Regions from separate parts of the Mus musculus genome. Here all the other regions are linked to region 5. Evidence: chromatin contacts called from public Hi-C and promoter capture Hi-C data. All regions are on one chromosome and are shown on one strand. The core of a region is the stretch at or near the end of the contact, and the rest is flanking DNA. Distances in the headings are between cores, read along the strand shown. Region 1 has its middle 540 kb from the start of Gm24831. Region 2 holds the start of Zfp711 (zinc finger protein 711). Region 3 holds the start of Apool (apolipoprotein O-like). Region 4 overlaps Dach2 (dachshund family transcription factor 2). Region 5 holds the start of Chm (choroidermia (RAB escort protein 1)).

Region 1 (2,700 bases), core at 42-2,541, 680 kb before region 5:
GGTTTCCCAAGAATGGGGTGTCTGGTTCTTGGGCTTTTTCTTTTGTTTGTTTGCTTCTTTTATCCAATTCTGATGAGTTAGTTTTTATTTTGTCATATTTTATTTTACCACATTTTATTTCATTATTATCCATTAGACTCCTGTTGTTTTCTAATGAGAAACAGGACTGCATCTGGATGGGAGGTGAGGTGAGAGGAAATTGGGAGGGGTATAAAGGGAGAGGAAACAGTGTCAGGAGAAAGGTCTATTTTCAATAAAAAGAAATAAAAACAAACAAAACCCGCAAAGCACTCTCAAAGTATAAACCTTAAATAATGTTTGAACAAATATCTGTTACGATCCGTCCAGATGTCTTAAATTTGACCTTAACTTACTTATGTACATTTGTCCACCTGGCATCCAAAGGCCTCTTAGTAACTCATGTATATTCTCCAAATAAGTCAATATATGTATGTCTACTCAGTTATATCAGAACTGTGTCAGTAACATCACAGATTTAGTTTTCCATTGTACATACAGTGTAATATATCAGATCTCAATTTCTATGTTTTGCATAATCTATGTAACTTCCTGCTCTGAATGACAGATCACAATGACATCTGTGTTCCCCTGGTATTAATTTCAATCCAGAACCATCATTGGGTCATTACTGAAAATTCTAATGATCTTCTTTCCCTCAATCTATAATCATACACACGAAAAGCCATGTGTAATCCTTTAGGCAGTCTGGGAAAAGGTTAACTGTTGGCATTGTAGCAGTGTCTATCTGCTAGTGGCCTCATCGTTTTCATCCAAGAGATTCTGAATGTCTAAAGTGGCCTAAGTCTATGAACTTGAAAAACTGTGGCATTTTATTTCTACCCAAATCATAACCTTTACTCATTTGATTTTGACACTCATAAGTGTCAAGTAAGAAATTAACTGTCACATCTGTTTCAGTCTTAAGGATGTCACATTCAACTAGTCATCACTATCCTTCTCTCCTTTTATTCTCTGCTGATGGCCATTTGGAGTATACTGTCCACTACACTGTGTTACTTCCACATTTATCATCACTGGACTCCTACCTCCTTAATATGTAATTATTCATTTTATTTATGCTTTCTAATTCAGTAGTAATATGGCCCACTTTAATGTGTAACTTACACAGCAACCATAGAGAATCAATTTCTGAAACCCCAGTCCAAGATCAAAGAAGTTATTTTTAAGATCAACTTCCTTGCAGCTGCAGCAGCACTTGCTTACAGCCCCAGCTACTCAGGAAGTTACACAGTGCAAGTGCTTGTGGTTTCACTTCCTCTAGAGCCACTCTCAGTACCAAACTTTGTATTTGTATTAGTCACGATTTTCCAAACACAGAGAATAGGAAATTAATATATTCGTGAGTATGTATGTGGAACTACACAAGACCTATATCTGAGCATGTTGTACAGCTAACAGTTCCAGAAAGGATTTACTCTGAGGTTTTCATTCCAAAAGATATTAAGACACAGCTTATTCTACAGAAGACCTTAATGATTTCTCTTAAAGCCACTGTATAAATGAATGAGTTCCACACACAATATGAAGAATGATCTACTACACCTAAAGTCTACCAAGTTAAATGCTTAGTTGCATGTAAAAAAAAATGGTATCTTCATAATAATAACTAAGCAAGAGATTAAAAAACATGAATAATATTAGTAGTTGTAGTCACACATAAAATTATCACAGATACTGAAAAAGAAATGTATAACATAGAATAAAAATTTTAAGTGAAGAGACATCAACAACTATAAATTCCTTTAAATCCAAATTTTTCTTTACTCACTTTTTTTTTTAATAATTTCATGGTCCTCTTTAATCATTACAATAAAGGATTAGTCTCCTGTTTCATATGCATATCTTTAGTGTCTGAGAAGCAACCATGTGACAATTATATGTGGAGATCAGAGGTAAGTCCAACAACTTAAAAGGTTTCAGAATTCAGTTTTTAAACCTAGATCAGTGTGATAATTGTCAGCGGAGATAATGATGGTCCTTGAACAACCTTAGCAATTATAAAGTTTTTCTTCCAACTTTTTTCACACATAAGTGAGCACATGCACAAACACATACTCACACATAGCACTAGATAGAAAACTACATATTATGAAACTGGTTAGTGTTGTAAAGATCATTGTATTTTATTTTAGACACATACCAGACTCTTTGTGTGTATAATAAAAATAAAGCTTGTAACTAGAATGTGTAGTTTGTGTGTATGTGTGTGTGTGTGTGTGTGTGTGTGTGTGTTTAGGCAAATGTTTGACACTGATATCTTTATCAGTTGCTCATTATGTTAATTTTTGAGTCAGGGTCTCTCAACAGATCTCACCAATTCAATTAAATGTGATAGGCCGTGAGCTCTTAGAATCTGTTTGTCTCTGTACTCCACATCCCCAGAGCTGAGTGACAATCTTTTCATATGGATGCTAGGGACTCAAGCTCAGATTATCATGCATTGCCAACTCAACCATTTCCACAGCCCGGCAAAATTTCTCAATAATGAAGTATGCCTTTTAAAAACTGTTAACATAAATCAAAATACACACAATAAGTTAAAAAGGAAGAGAGCAAACAAAACAAGTCATTTGTGTTGTGTGTCTTTTTCTGCACAAATATGAACAAATGTCTCCTCTGTCCAGCTAAAGAAACAATGAGAGAAGAAAGTAATAACTC
Region 2 (2,700 bases), core at 191-2,690, 580 kb after region 5:
AATAACCAATAGCTAGCTAAGGTTCTCAGCCTTCTCAACAGTACCACAGATGCGTATCGAACCGGGATAAACCAAGCAAGTACACTTCAAGTAAACACCCTTCTATCAATGCACGGGAAGCAGAAAACACAAAAATCAAATTCTACTCTCCCATGTCTCTTCGAAACAGCTCGCTGGGGAGCTAGCTTCTCCGTGCTGTCAACGGGGCGAGGGATAGAAGAGAAATGATGCTAAGGCTGCTGGGCAAGAGAATGGGAAAGTAGTATTTGCGGAGATAGACAAAGGAGCCCTGGCAAGTAGCAATATTGCAGCTTTGGACGCTGCACTCTTCCCGCAGAAGTCTCCCTTTCCCAAGACCGTGCCAAGTTTCAATCATTTCCAGCAGAACGCACACACGTGCCCTCTCCGCTGTCGCCCAGCAGACTGATGTTCCAGCGAACAAGAACAAGAGAGCCGGCGAGCCGGCGAGCGTTCTCAGCGGAGCGCCGAGACCCAGCCTAGGAGGCGTCCCCCGCGGCGCCCACCCCGCTCACCCGCGGCGCAGCGGTCACCGGCGCTGCCCCCGCCCCACGGCGCCCGGCCGACCGGCTCACCGCCCCTCGCTCCGGCGGCCCCGCCGTACGTGGGAGCCGGCCACCAGGCAAAATGGTGGTGATGGGGCTGAGGCGACGGTGGCCGCACACGGCACCCCCCAACACACACACAGCCCGGCTCTGACGGCACCGGAGCCCCGCTCCCGTCCTCTGCCCGGCCCCGGGGCCACTTGAGCGGCAGAGCCTGCTAGCCCTCGGGCGTGCCGCCGAAGGCTCCGTCAACCGCCGCCCCGCCGCGCGCGAGCGGCTGCAACGACGTGGGGCGCGGGCGAGAGGAACATGGAGGGGGTGGGGGCTGGGGGGTCGCCGAGAGAAAATGCCAAGGGGACGCCGCACTCTCCACCGTTTTGTTTTCCGCCATTTTCCTGTCACCCTAAACCACCGACGGCCACAACGACGGCTCTGGCTTCCCCGGGGGGGCTCCGAGCGAAGGGAGCAGAGGGCTGACTGAGGAGGGGGACCCTCACTTGCCAACCTTTCCCTGGCCTCCGCCGGCGGAGGAGGAGGAAGCCAGGGCTCCGGAGGCAGAGGTGAAGCTCGGGGACTAGACGCCACTTCCATTGTTCCCTTCGCCCTCCCCGAGACGCTGGGTGGGAGCCTCTCCCCTCCCAGAAACACGCTGAGCCTGGCAGAGCCGCGGCTTCCGAGTTGCTGCTCAGGAGTCCCCTTACCTGTCACCGCCTCCGCGGGGCTGCAACCGCCACCGCCTTCCCCGCCGCCAGGCAGTCGGAGGCCGCGCTCTCAACTGCCGCGGGGGGCGGCAGCCGTGGACCTGGAAGGTCCTGGCGTTCGTTCGGGATTCCGAGGTTCCGCAGCCCGAGCCAATCACGAGCTACTCTGCGTCTGCGAGGCGCGCCGCCTCGTCCCGCTTTATAGCGCTCCTACATGCTGAGGTTGCATTACGTCACGCTACCCTTGCTGCAGGGTAGGGGGCCAAAGGGGGAGCGCGCGCACGCGCGCGCCACGCCGACCGTGGAGCCCGCGCTGGGTTCGTGCTAGGAGACCCCGCGGACTCGCAGCCAAGGCTGCGCCGCCGGTGGAGTCCGAGTGCGCAAGCTCCGATCTTGGGACGTCCCTGAGGAGTTTCCGTGGGAAGATTTTGGTTTCCAGGTTTCCCAATTGGGATAAGGAGAAAGAGGGCAAAGCGCAATGACCACTCGCTGAACCTCTAATAGATATTAGATGTCATTTAAAACTCTCTCTCTCTTTCTCTCTCTCTCTCTCTCTCTCTCTCTCTCTCTCTCTCTCTCTCTCATACATATTACTTGGCATTTAAAACTCGCTCTGTGTGGGTCTCTGTGCACATCCCACCCTGGAGACCACGGAGGAATTTTCAGTCCACCGATATGATTTGCAGGTTCCCTCCATTCACCCCTTCATTACTTTTATAATGGAGATAATTTGACGAAGAAAGTTTTAAAACGCAGAATAAAAAGGTAGACAGGGGAACTAAATGAAATGAACACTAAATAATTCCAGAATATGACACTTTTAGCTTCTGTCTGCATAAAGTAAAAAGGTGAAAAATTTGGCGATATGCAAGAAAAAATGATGAACTGTGACAGAAAAGGAGGTATGAGCTAGGTTGTAATTTTAACTTGTCTTGTGTTCTGAGAATTAAGCCTTATTATATGATCACTCTATAGCACTATTTAAACAGGGATGAAGGAGGGGTAACTCATAATTGTTGAGTAAATAAATTTTAAAGATGGTTTTGTTCTAGATAATTGTGATCATTTCTCCGTTACCTAGAACTATATACCTCTAGAGAGTTTTTAGATATCTAGGAAGATATGACACTTTTAAGTAGTATCTGACCAGGGGGCTGGAGGAAGGGGAGGAGGAGGAAGAGGAGAGGAGGAGGAGGAAGAAGAGGAAGAAGCGGAAGAAGAAAATGGTATTTGTCCATGTCTAGATTTGACTTATGAACAATGATTTGCTCATCCGTTTAGCTGTCTTTACACTTCTTACACTTCTGTTTTCTTTCCTAGATGAAGAAAGGTTTTTTTTTATGAGTGTATACAATGGCTTATTTCTGTATTTAATACTTTGCCAAATACTGCTTAATGGTCTTTTCCTGTGACAATTCCAACTGAGTACTTAGAAG
Region 3 (2,700 bases), core at 196-2,695, 870 kb after region 5:
TTAAAAGTTTTAATTAATTAATCAAAAACTTTCTCATGTGGATCAGTACAGTTGTCAAGGACACACACTTAGAAGAGCCATTCTGTGTTTACCAAAAGAAGCAAGCATCTCCTACCAATGGCCTACACACCACACCCTACCCAATACAAAATTGTAAACTATTTAAACATTGTAAAAATATTATTTGGGGCTTTTTTTTTTTTTTTTTTTTTGGTAACTTGATTGTGATTCTCCAGGATAAACTTTGTAGAGGTCAGGTGGGGTTGCATTATCAAAAGGTTGGTCAGACGTGCATGCTAGAAATTAAATAAGAATGGGCAAGGGCACTTTAGGAATTGCAGAAAGAGCAGGTAAATGGGGCATGAAGAGATAAAGTAGGAAGTTAAGTACACAGGAGAGGGTTCTTGGGTGACAGGAGAGGAAGCTGGAGTGCAGAGGCTAGGTGAAGTGTTGTTATCTAGAAGGGTAACCTGACCCCTGAGAGCTGATAATGGAGTGCCTATAAAGGCTTTAAAGTAGCAGGGCAGAGTCTCATTTTGATATAAGTACTATGGCAGCACAGGAGAAAATGGATTCCATCAGAGCAATGGAGTGGGTAGAGTCCAGTTAAGAGAATGGTCCGTAGTTTGAAAGAAAGTATGAGGTCCCAAACTAGAGAAATGCAGTGAAGAATGGGAAATATTAAAAGTCAATGTCCTCTGATTGAATTAATAACAATCTTATAGCCTTCAAGCCTAACAGAGTCATTACATACCTTTAAAAAAAAATACATGCGTTAAGTATTTGTAAACTGATGTTGAAACCCGAGTCGGCTGACTTGTTTCCTTTACCCCCGATTTCTACACAAAAGCACCTTTTCTCATAAAACTCCAAAGAAACTGGTTATTCGACGGGGAATAACACTATGTATAATCCCACTCACAACACAGATTCTGAGAAATCTCTACTTTTGTCTGTTTTGCCCACAGCTAATTTTTGAAGGAAGTCTTATGTCCCGGTCTGGGAGCCCCGCCCTGCACACCAAGACAGCGCCAAACTTTTGTTTTGTTTTGTTTCCTTTTGTTTTGTTTTCCTTCTCCAGAGAGGCGAGTGGCCAGGCCTTCCTCATCACTCACTCAGCGGGTTGCGGGACTAAAGCCCCGCGGTGTAAACAGTTACCCGCAGGGATTAAGGAGAAGGCGAGGGAGGTTTGTTGAGACTGCAAAGATTAAAGACTCCGATCCTCATAGTCTCATCTCCAGGTCGCCACTTGCTGAGGGGCTCCCTCCATGAGTTACGATAGACGGTCCCTTCTATAATTATTGTAATGCTTGGGCTCAGAGCGAGCGGGGAGTGGAAAACTAAGTTTCTTTTCACTTACCCTAAAGGCCGCCATACCTATGACCCTCTCGGCTCAAGTTTTCAGACGGAGAGCGCAGAGGGACAAAGCAGTTCACTTTGCCTTGCGTCACCATAGCCCCGCCCCTTTACGCTAGGAGCCCGCTGGCCCTGCCCTTTCCCCGCCCTCCTGCCATTGCTTTTGTAGGCGCCAAAGTCAATTGGTTAGCACTTCTTCAGAGCAAAGGGCCTATCTTTGCGGTTGACATTCCAGTCCTCATACATCTAACCTCTAAGAATAGTCTCCACACTCCAATTAGAAATTGTTTTCTTGGGTGAATGACTGGGTGTTTACGGGATTTGTCTAGATAAGAACTTAAAACTCAACTGCCTTAATAAACAACCATATAGTCTGTCACAAGAGCAGGTCACCACTGCAATCCTTGAGGCAATTCAATTACATTCATTCTAGAACTGTCACTAAACACCAATTCTGTCAGGAAGTTGCTCACAGTACACTACAAAACCTACATACAGCACCAAGAGAAAATGACAAAAAAATTTTAGAAAGGCCTCAACACTATTCAAGAAAACAGAACCTTGACAAGACGGTTCAGCTTGTAAGAAGTACTTACTGGCTGACAAGCCGGATGGCCTAAATTTCACACACACACACACACACACACACACACACACACACACACAGAGAGAGAGAGAGAGAGAGAGAGAGAGAGAGAGAGAGTAAATAAAATGTATTAAAAGTGTAAAAGTAGAAGCTATCTGTTGAGAAGGAATGGAGTTTTCTAGTTCATACAGATAGAAGGCGCTGATAGGGTGATTTGAAGAAAGTCATGAGGAATATAGGCAAGTGGTCTATGCAAAAGTAATATCAGGAACAGAGAGTGGTAGGTCCCAACAATGAAAAAACAAACATACCACAACAGGGGCTCTCTGTGTCACTATAACTAGTGTGGATTGTTTGCTTTTGTTTTGTTTTATCCTTTTTTTTTTTAGTTGCCTGTTTGTATTCCAAAGATGAAGGCATGGAGTCGGGGTCAGAGGTGGCAGAATCTGGGAGGACATGAGGGAGGGAAAACTGTGATCAGAATATATTATATGGAAATTCCTAATTAAAAAAGAATAAAAAGAAATGTAATTGGAAGGCTTTTAGCATTGGTGTGACTTGATCTAAAATACATTATAAAATGATGATTATGATGTTCCCAGGAGACTAGATTGTGAGGAGGTATATTATTCTCTGTAAGGGTACAGGCTCCCTGAGGCCTCTGTGAATAATTCGGAGACAAAGAGTGTCCATTTATGTTCCCATTAACTTCACAGTATTAGGTAACTGCATTCACTTATTCATTTAATAAATATTTA
Region 4 (2,700 bases), core at 48-2,547, 610 kb before region 5:
TCTGTCCATCTCTGGAACTGTCCCACCCTCCACCACTCCCTTTTTGTAGTATTGAAACAGAGAAACTCAGATATCTAAGTTTCAATATGTAAGGTTTTATTTAGGAAGTTTTATTTTTTATTTTATTTAATGTGTTTGTGAACCACTTGTATGGTCGATACCCATGGTGACCAGAAGAGGGCATTGGATATTCCAGAATTGACATTACAGATGGTTTTGACCTGGCATGTGAGAAGAGCAGCCAGTGCTCTCAACTAGTTAACTCCAAGGCAATGTTGAGAAAAATGATTGACAAATAGGATTGACTTCTCAAGATAACTTTATAAAACAGTTAATATTTACAAAACAAGTAGAGTGATACTTGTTCTGTGTAAGATCTTACTGCATTATAATTGCTACAAATAATTTTGAAACTATTTTGGATGGAATACTATATAAATGATAAAATCTAAACATTTCACAAGTAGCAAAGCAACTTAATGTAGACTTAATTTCTACTTTTCTGTTGTGATCTATAGCAACATAAATAGTATGTAACATTGTTTTTCATTTATTAATATCACATAGTATAACTCAGATTTTCCTTTTAGAACCAAAAGATACTTATTTTTCAATGATTAATGCAAGTCTTTAAGGCATTTGAAGACTAACCAATCCATTTCAGATACACCAAAACATTCCTTGCCCATATCTCTCATTACCATATACTTTTTTTACTACTTTGTGATTCTCTTTTCTTGAGACTTTATTGTTCATAAATGAATTATATGTTTCCCAAAAGAAGAGCCAATTTACATTTTAATAGTATCTAGAAAATTGCTTTGCAACACAGTAGACTCACTATGATCATTCATTCATTTTATTTTACTTCATTAACTTTTAATAATAAAAATAATATGAATTTTATAAAAGACTCTTATAAAAAGAATAAGGCAACTGTCTCATGAGTTTACATTTATCATAGACAAACATGCTCACAATTATATGTGTGCTTATCAATATAAAAATACACACACTTCAATGTAGCTGCTTCTCTCAATGTACTTGTATGAAATAAAATGCCTCCCACCTAACATTTATGCTCAAAATATATTTTGTAGCTTGTTAGCAGGAAAGCACCCTTTAACAGATTCAAGCCACTGTGTTCAGAAATTCCATTGATTGCCTTTATTACTGGAATAACAATCCCCCCAAATATAATAACAAGTAATATGATCATTGCCCTTGGCAGCACCATTAAACTGGGCACTGAGCTACTTCAAATAGCTGTGAATGTTAAACATTAGTTCAGCCTTAAGCAGGCTGAATTTAACAGCCAAATGTGCACTGCAGTCTATCTGAGCATTAAAAGCACCTTTCAAAGTTAATTTTACAGAAATGTTAATGACCAGAACAAACTATTGAAGGCAAAAAGAAAAGTAATTATTTCAACAGATGAAAGGAAACAATAAATGCAGCTCACGTTTTTAAAAGGGGACTATAACGTATCTCCTTTGAAGGAAATATTCTGAGCTTACAACACCATGAAGACATTTAAGCTGTTGTTTATATAGGAATTATATTCATTCTCAAACGCAGACTCTTAGGGAGGAAATTAACAGCTTTATGAACTTGAGTTTTAAGTAAGGCTTCATAGTACTACTTGCTTTAAAAACGGAATTTATTTAGTTTCCAAGTGCCTAGTCTAGTTAGCCACTTTCTATAGTGATGAAAAATGGGAACAAAGAATAGAGATAAGTGTGTTTGAGAAGAAAGGAAAAAGCCATTCTGCTCTAAAGTGTGTTGACATGTGATGACCTGCTCATAAAGGTGCTATTTGTGAATTGTAGGTACAATTATTTTTGTTATTGATTTCCAACATGAACCAACTGACACCTCAGAGACTGCACTAAAGTACAAATTAGATAAATAATGCAAATATTGAAAATTAGAGTTTTAGATTTACTCTTATTACTGTTCTTTTGATATTACAAAATCAAGTTGCAAGTTAAATAATAAAGGTGTGAAATAAATAATGAACATCTGAACCAGGAAGGTGACATGCTTCTAGTCAGCCTGGGCTGTGAAAGCTGGTATCAAAAACAGTCCTTCACTCACCAAACAAACAAACAAACAAAACATAATGAAATCATGTTATTGAATATACTTGAAAATGTAAATAATTTTATGCTAATGAAATGTTTCAAATCAGTTTGGAAGTCACCCAAGTCTAAAGAAGATGCACTACATACAAATGAAAAAAGTCAGCATTTCATCCTATTAAAAGCTTTTCCCTCCATTTTCCAAATTTAATTTTAAAATTCTATAAAGAATGAAAAACAATGGAAAATTCACTAACAACTAGAAGTTTCTGTCTCCAGGGGATTTGTAGCACTAAATAAATTTAAATTTTTCTTTAAAACACCATGAGAATCTTTTTCAGATTCTGCTAAGTTGTCACTTAAAGACCTTATTTTTGAAGTGTTAAATTGATTACAGTATTTTAAGAAACAAAAAAATGAAATGAACTAATCCCAGTGGCAGCAGTTATCTGGGTTTAAAAGAATCATTATCATAATTATGAATAATTGAATAATAGGTTTCTGGAGAAAAGTTTAGCTTTCTGAGATTTCAATTTAATGGGAAGAATATTGGCATCATTACCAGATGTGTAGAAAAAGAGCCATGACATATTTTAAGGAATTTACAATTGTCATGTTT
Region 5 (2,700 bases), core at 50-2,549:
TAGAGTTGTGCATAATTCTGTGGAATCATGTGTTCTTTTGAAACATATACATTAGCTAATGCTTTAATAATGTTTAATGTATCCCTTCCTTGTTATTAAGCATATTACCTAGAAGTTGAGGAGATCATTCCTTGCTGAGGGAAAAGCTAGAGTGTGGAGGTCACAGAGATTGAGAAGAAAACAGTGTATGGAGAACGATAAGTAGATGACATCCCAGATAGTAGATGGTTTAAAGGATTGTCACAGTACCACATCTTGCATTCAAATTTATTTTGAAACTCTTGGAAATAACTATAGGAATAATTCCTCAGATTAAAAAAAGTACTTTACTTACTCCAGTGTACCCCTCTGCCTATTTTTTTGCTTTACTATTTTCAGACAAACATACTTTTTAAATAAGGTAGAATGGGAGCTGACAGACCTTGAAAATGCTCATAAGAGTTATATTAACTGCTTGGCATAGACAGTCTTAAGCTCCCTTATCAAATATACCCATTTCTATATTAAGTCTATTTTATTTTAATCATTTCTCTGCAACGTCGTAGGAGAAACTTGTTTGGGTTTTTCTTAATTTGGCAGAAAGTCAGATTCTGAAACAAAAGATTTATTAACCGTCTACTATTCTTTAATACTCTTTACACTCCCAGTCCCCCACTCTCACCTCCATCTCTAAAGCAAAGTTAATGTTGCAACTTACATTGCTAGGAGGCTCTTTGGAATTCCATGAGGAATTTCATTCTGTGGAAACTAGGCAACGATTTTTTTCTTTTCTTTTTTTTTTCTTTCTTTTTTTCTTTTTTTTTTCTTTTCTTTTCTTTTTTGGTTTGGTTCTTTCACTGAGAAGGCACAAATACAATAATTGGACAGTACTGGTATAAAATGAAAAGAGAGGTCTCAGGCTCTAAAAATACAAACACACTCTAGGGTAACAGTTTTCCTGGCCTGAATGACTCCTTTGTTCAAAGTGAGCCCTTTTGAATTGATTACTGACTGAGCGTCTCTGACCAATTTTTGCTTGGTAATTGTCAAAGGGGTATACAGACTTGCCTCATTCATCCTTGCTTGAGGAGTCGAATACTTACATTTCTTTTCCATATCAAACCTCTAGGATAAATAAGGTGTTTCACTGAAGTCTGTGAAATAAATAGAACTTTTAACATTCGCAATAACATTTTAAAAACTACTCTGTTGTCGCCTACCTGCACCCGCGTCTCTAGAACTACAACACCCAGAATGCACTGTTTTTCCTTCCGCTTTCTACCTAGGGAGTGCCTTAGAAATTCACATCTACAAACTACAGTCACATGACACGTTTCCTGTCAAGATGGCGGATAATCTCCCTTCGGACTTTGATGTGATCGTAATAGGGACGGGTATGTGTGGCCCTGATTTTTCCTGGACAAAATATAGGAGATCATTCTCGCTTTTTATTTTCTCTGTCAGTGGTGAGGGTTGGCGAGAAACGGCGGGGGTCGAGCCTGGGAGGGAGGACAGAAAGGAAGTGAGGTAGTGTGGAGTCAGCGCAGGACTTGGCAGCTCCAGGGAGGGGCTTGGACCCGCGGTGTTTTGCGCCTTTTGAGTAGGGGTCGATCTGGTCGATGCCGATTGCTGAGGTTGGTTGGTGCGGTGATTCCTGTTAATTTCCTTAGAGGAGGGTGGGTTTGCAGTGTCATGAGAATGGAGGGTCGGGATTTGATCAATGGAGACGCCATCGGCACAAATAATTACCACCTTCCCTCCTTGTTGATTTCAAGGTTATATTCCCTATCGTTTCGTGTCGCCATTTCTTAGGACACCCCCGCCCCCATATACTTACATGATTCTAGGGTACTTTGCAGCTCAAATGAAGCTTAATTTACAGTTTTATAAGAATGATGCTCAGTCGTTATCCGTGTGTATTTTTATTAAAGGAAAGGAAACGTATTCTTTTCTGTCGTCTTGGGTAGCTTAATTTTTTTTCTTGAGGTAGCCCCTATTCCTGCATTACGAAGTTTAAAGCATCCTAGTTTATGATGCAGACAGGAAGCATCTTGTTTCCTGTCACCCATCCATACACCACAACTAGATGTTCTGAGAGTAAGCTCCAGTTTTTCACATTCCGTGTCTGACCTCAGCTTCTCCTTGCTTTTCCATCATTAGCTCTCCATGTTTTGGGTGGAGCCAGAAATCCTTTTCAGCTTCTAGTTGACTAGTTATCCTAATAACACTTGGCAACAATTAGCAATTCTTTCTTAACTATAAGGGATGTAGTTTGCATAGGATAAAAGAGAGAGTTTGGGGAGGGCGGGGAGTCTACTGTCTTAGAATGTGGTAGGCCACAGAAGCTTTGGTGAATGGGGTCCTGTCCATTGTGTTAATGAACTCTGTTTGCTTTCTTACCAAACAGTAAGAACAGCCACATTTTCAGGTTTAGAGTAAAAATAATAGCAACCCATTTTGGAATGCTTTCCATTCCCTACTCAATGGACTAAGCACATAATATAATACGGACAAAAACCTTGCTAAAATTGGTAATCTTTTCAGTACAGAGAAGAGAAGCAGCCTGGAAGTCTCAACTTGCTAAAATCACACAGCTAGTAAATGTCCAAAGGCCAGTACAATCCAAGAAATGGATTTCGGGTTTTTTTTTTTTTTTTTGACTAAAAATTGAACTATTATCACAAATACCAGACATCATGCAATGGGAGAGTCAGATACACA

Evidence for each region. Promoter capture Hi-C pulls out the DNA fragments that hold promoters and counts their contacts. Hi-C and Micro-C count contacts between places; a contact is called where the count stands out from the background.
Region 1: a Hi-C map of pre-B cells shows a contact between it and region 5, with 2.8 times the contacts expected there. The contact joins the enhancer-like site here to the promoter of Chm in region 5. A contact is called at or near these places in 2 of 39 promoter capture datasets (the C10 cell line and pre-B cells), 1 of 484 Hi-C or Micro-C datasets (pre-B cells), 1 of 115 datasets of contacts at active chromatin or transcription factors (CD8 T cells) and 1 of 9 other capture datasets (macrophages).
Region 2: a promoter capture Hi-C map of hippocampal neurons shows a contact between it and region 5, with 3 times the contacts expected there. The contact joins the promoter of Zfp711 here to the promoter of Chm in region 5. A contact is called at or near these places in 3 of 39 promoter capture datasets (the HPC-7 cell line, cranial neural crest and hippocampal neurons).
Region 3: a contact with region 5 is called in a Hi-C map of rod photoreceptor, with 5 times the contacts expected there. The contact joins the promoter of Apool here to the promoter of Chm in region 5. A contact is called at or near these places in 2 of 484 Hi-C or Micro-C datasets (CD4 T cells and rod photoreceptor) and 1 of 115 datasets of contacts at active chromatin or transcription factors (bone marrow-derived dendritic cells).
Region 4: a promoter capture Hi-C map of second pharyngeal arch cranial neural crest shows a contact between it and region 5. The contact joins the enhancer-like site here to the promoter of Chm in region 5. A contact is called at or near these places in 5 of 39 promoter capture datasets (the C10 cell line, cranial neural crest, hippocampal neurons and 2 more) and 3 of 115 datasets of contacts at active chromatin or transcription factors (large pre-B cells, pro-B cells and stem cell-derived neural progenitor cells).

The regions. Positions count from the first base shown.
Region 1 is chrX:113,866,607-113,869,306 of GRCm38.p6, reverse strand. No RefSeq gene overlaps it. Among named protein-coding and RNA genes, the nearest start is that of Gm24831, 540 kb to the right of the region's middle. Within about 2 kb of position 1,291, at least 93 of the 459 cell types and tissues checked have an H3K27ac peak or open chromatin away from gene starts, as enhancers often do. A contact at or near this core is called in CD8 T cells and pre-B cells, where this site is marked.
Region 2 is chrX:112,599,470-112,602,169 of GRCm38.p6, reverse strand. Zfp711 (zinc finger protein 711) reads right to left here and starts at 1,440. Exons shown (of 9, transcript NM_001381899.1): 1 at 1,265-1,440.
Region 3 is chrX:112,310,097-112,312,796 of GRCm38.p6, reverse strand. It overlaps Apool (apolipoprotein O-like), which reads right to left and starts at 1,445. Exons shown (of 9, transcript NM_026565.3): 1 at 1,361-1,445. The coding sequence starts at 1,375.
Region 4 is chrX:113,789,953-113,792,652 of GRCm38.p6, reverse strand. The region is part of intron 8 of Dach2 (dachshund family transcription factor 2); the gene reads right to left. Among named protein-coding and RNA genes, the nearest start is that of Gm24831, 460 kb to the right of the region's middle. Within about 2 kb of position 1,297, at least 1 of the 459 cell types and tissues checked has an H3K27ac peak or open chromatin away from gene starts, as enhancers often do. A contact at or near this core is called in second pharyngeal arch cranial neural crest, where this site is marked.
Region 5 is chrX:113,184,114-113,186,813 of GRCm38.p6, reverse strand. Chm (choroidermia (RAB escort protein 1)) reads left to right here and starts at 1,299. Exons shown (of 15, transcript NM_018818.2): 1 at 1,299-1,373. The coding sequence starts at 1,325.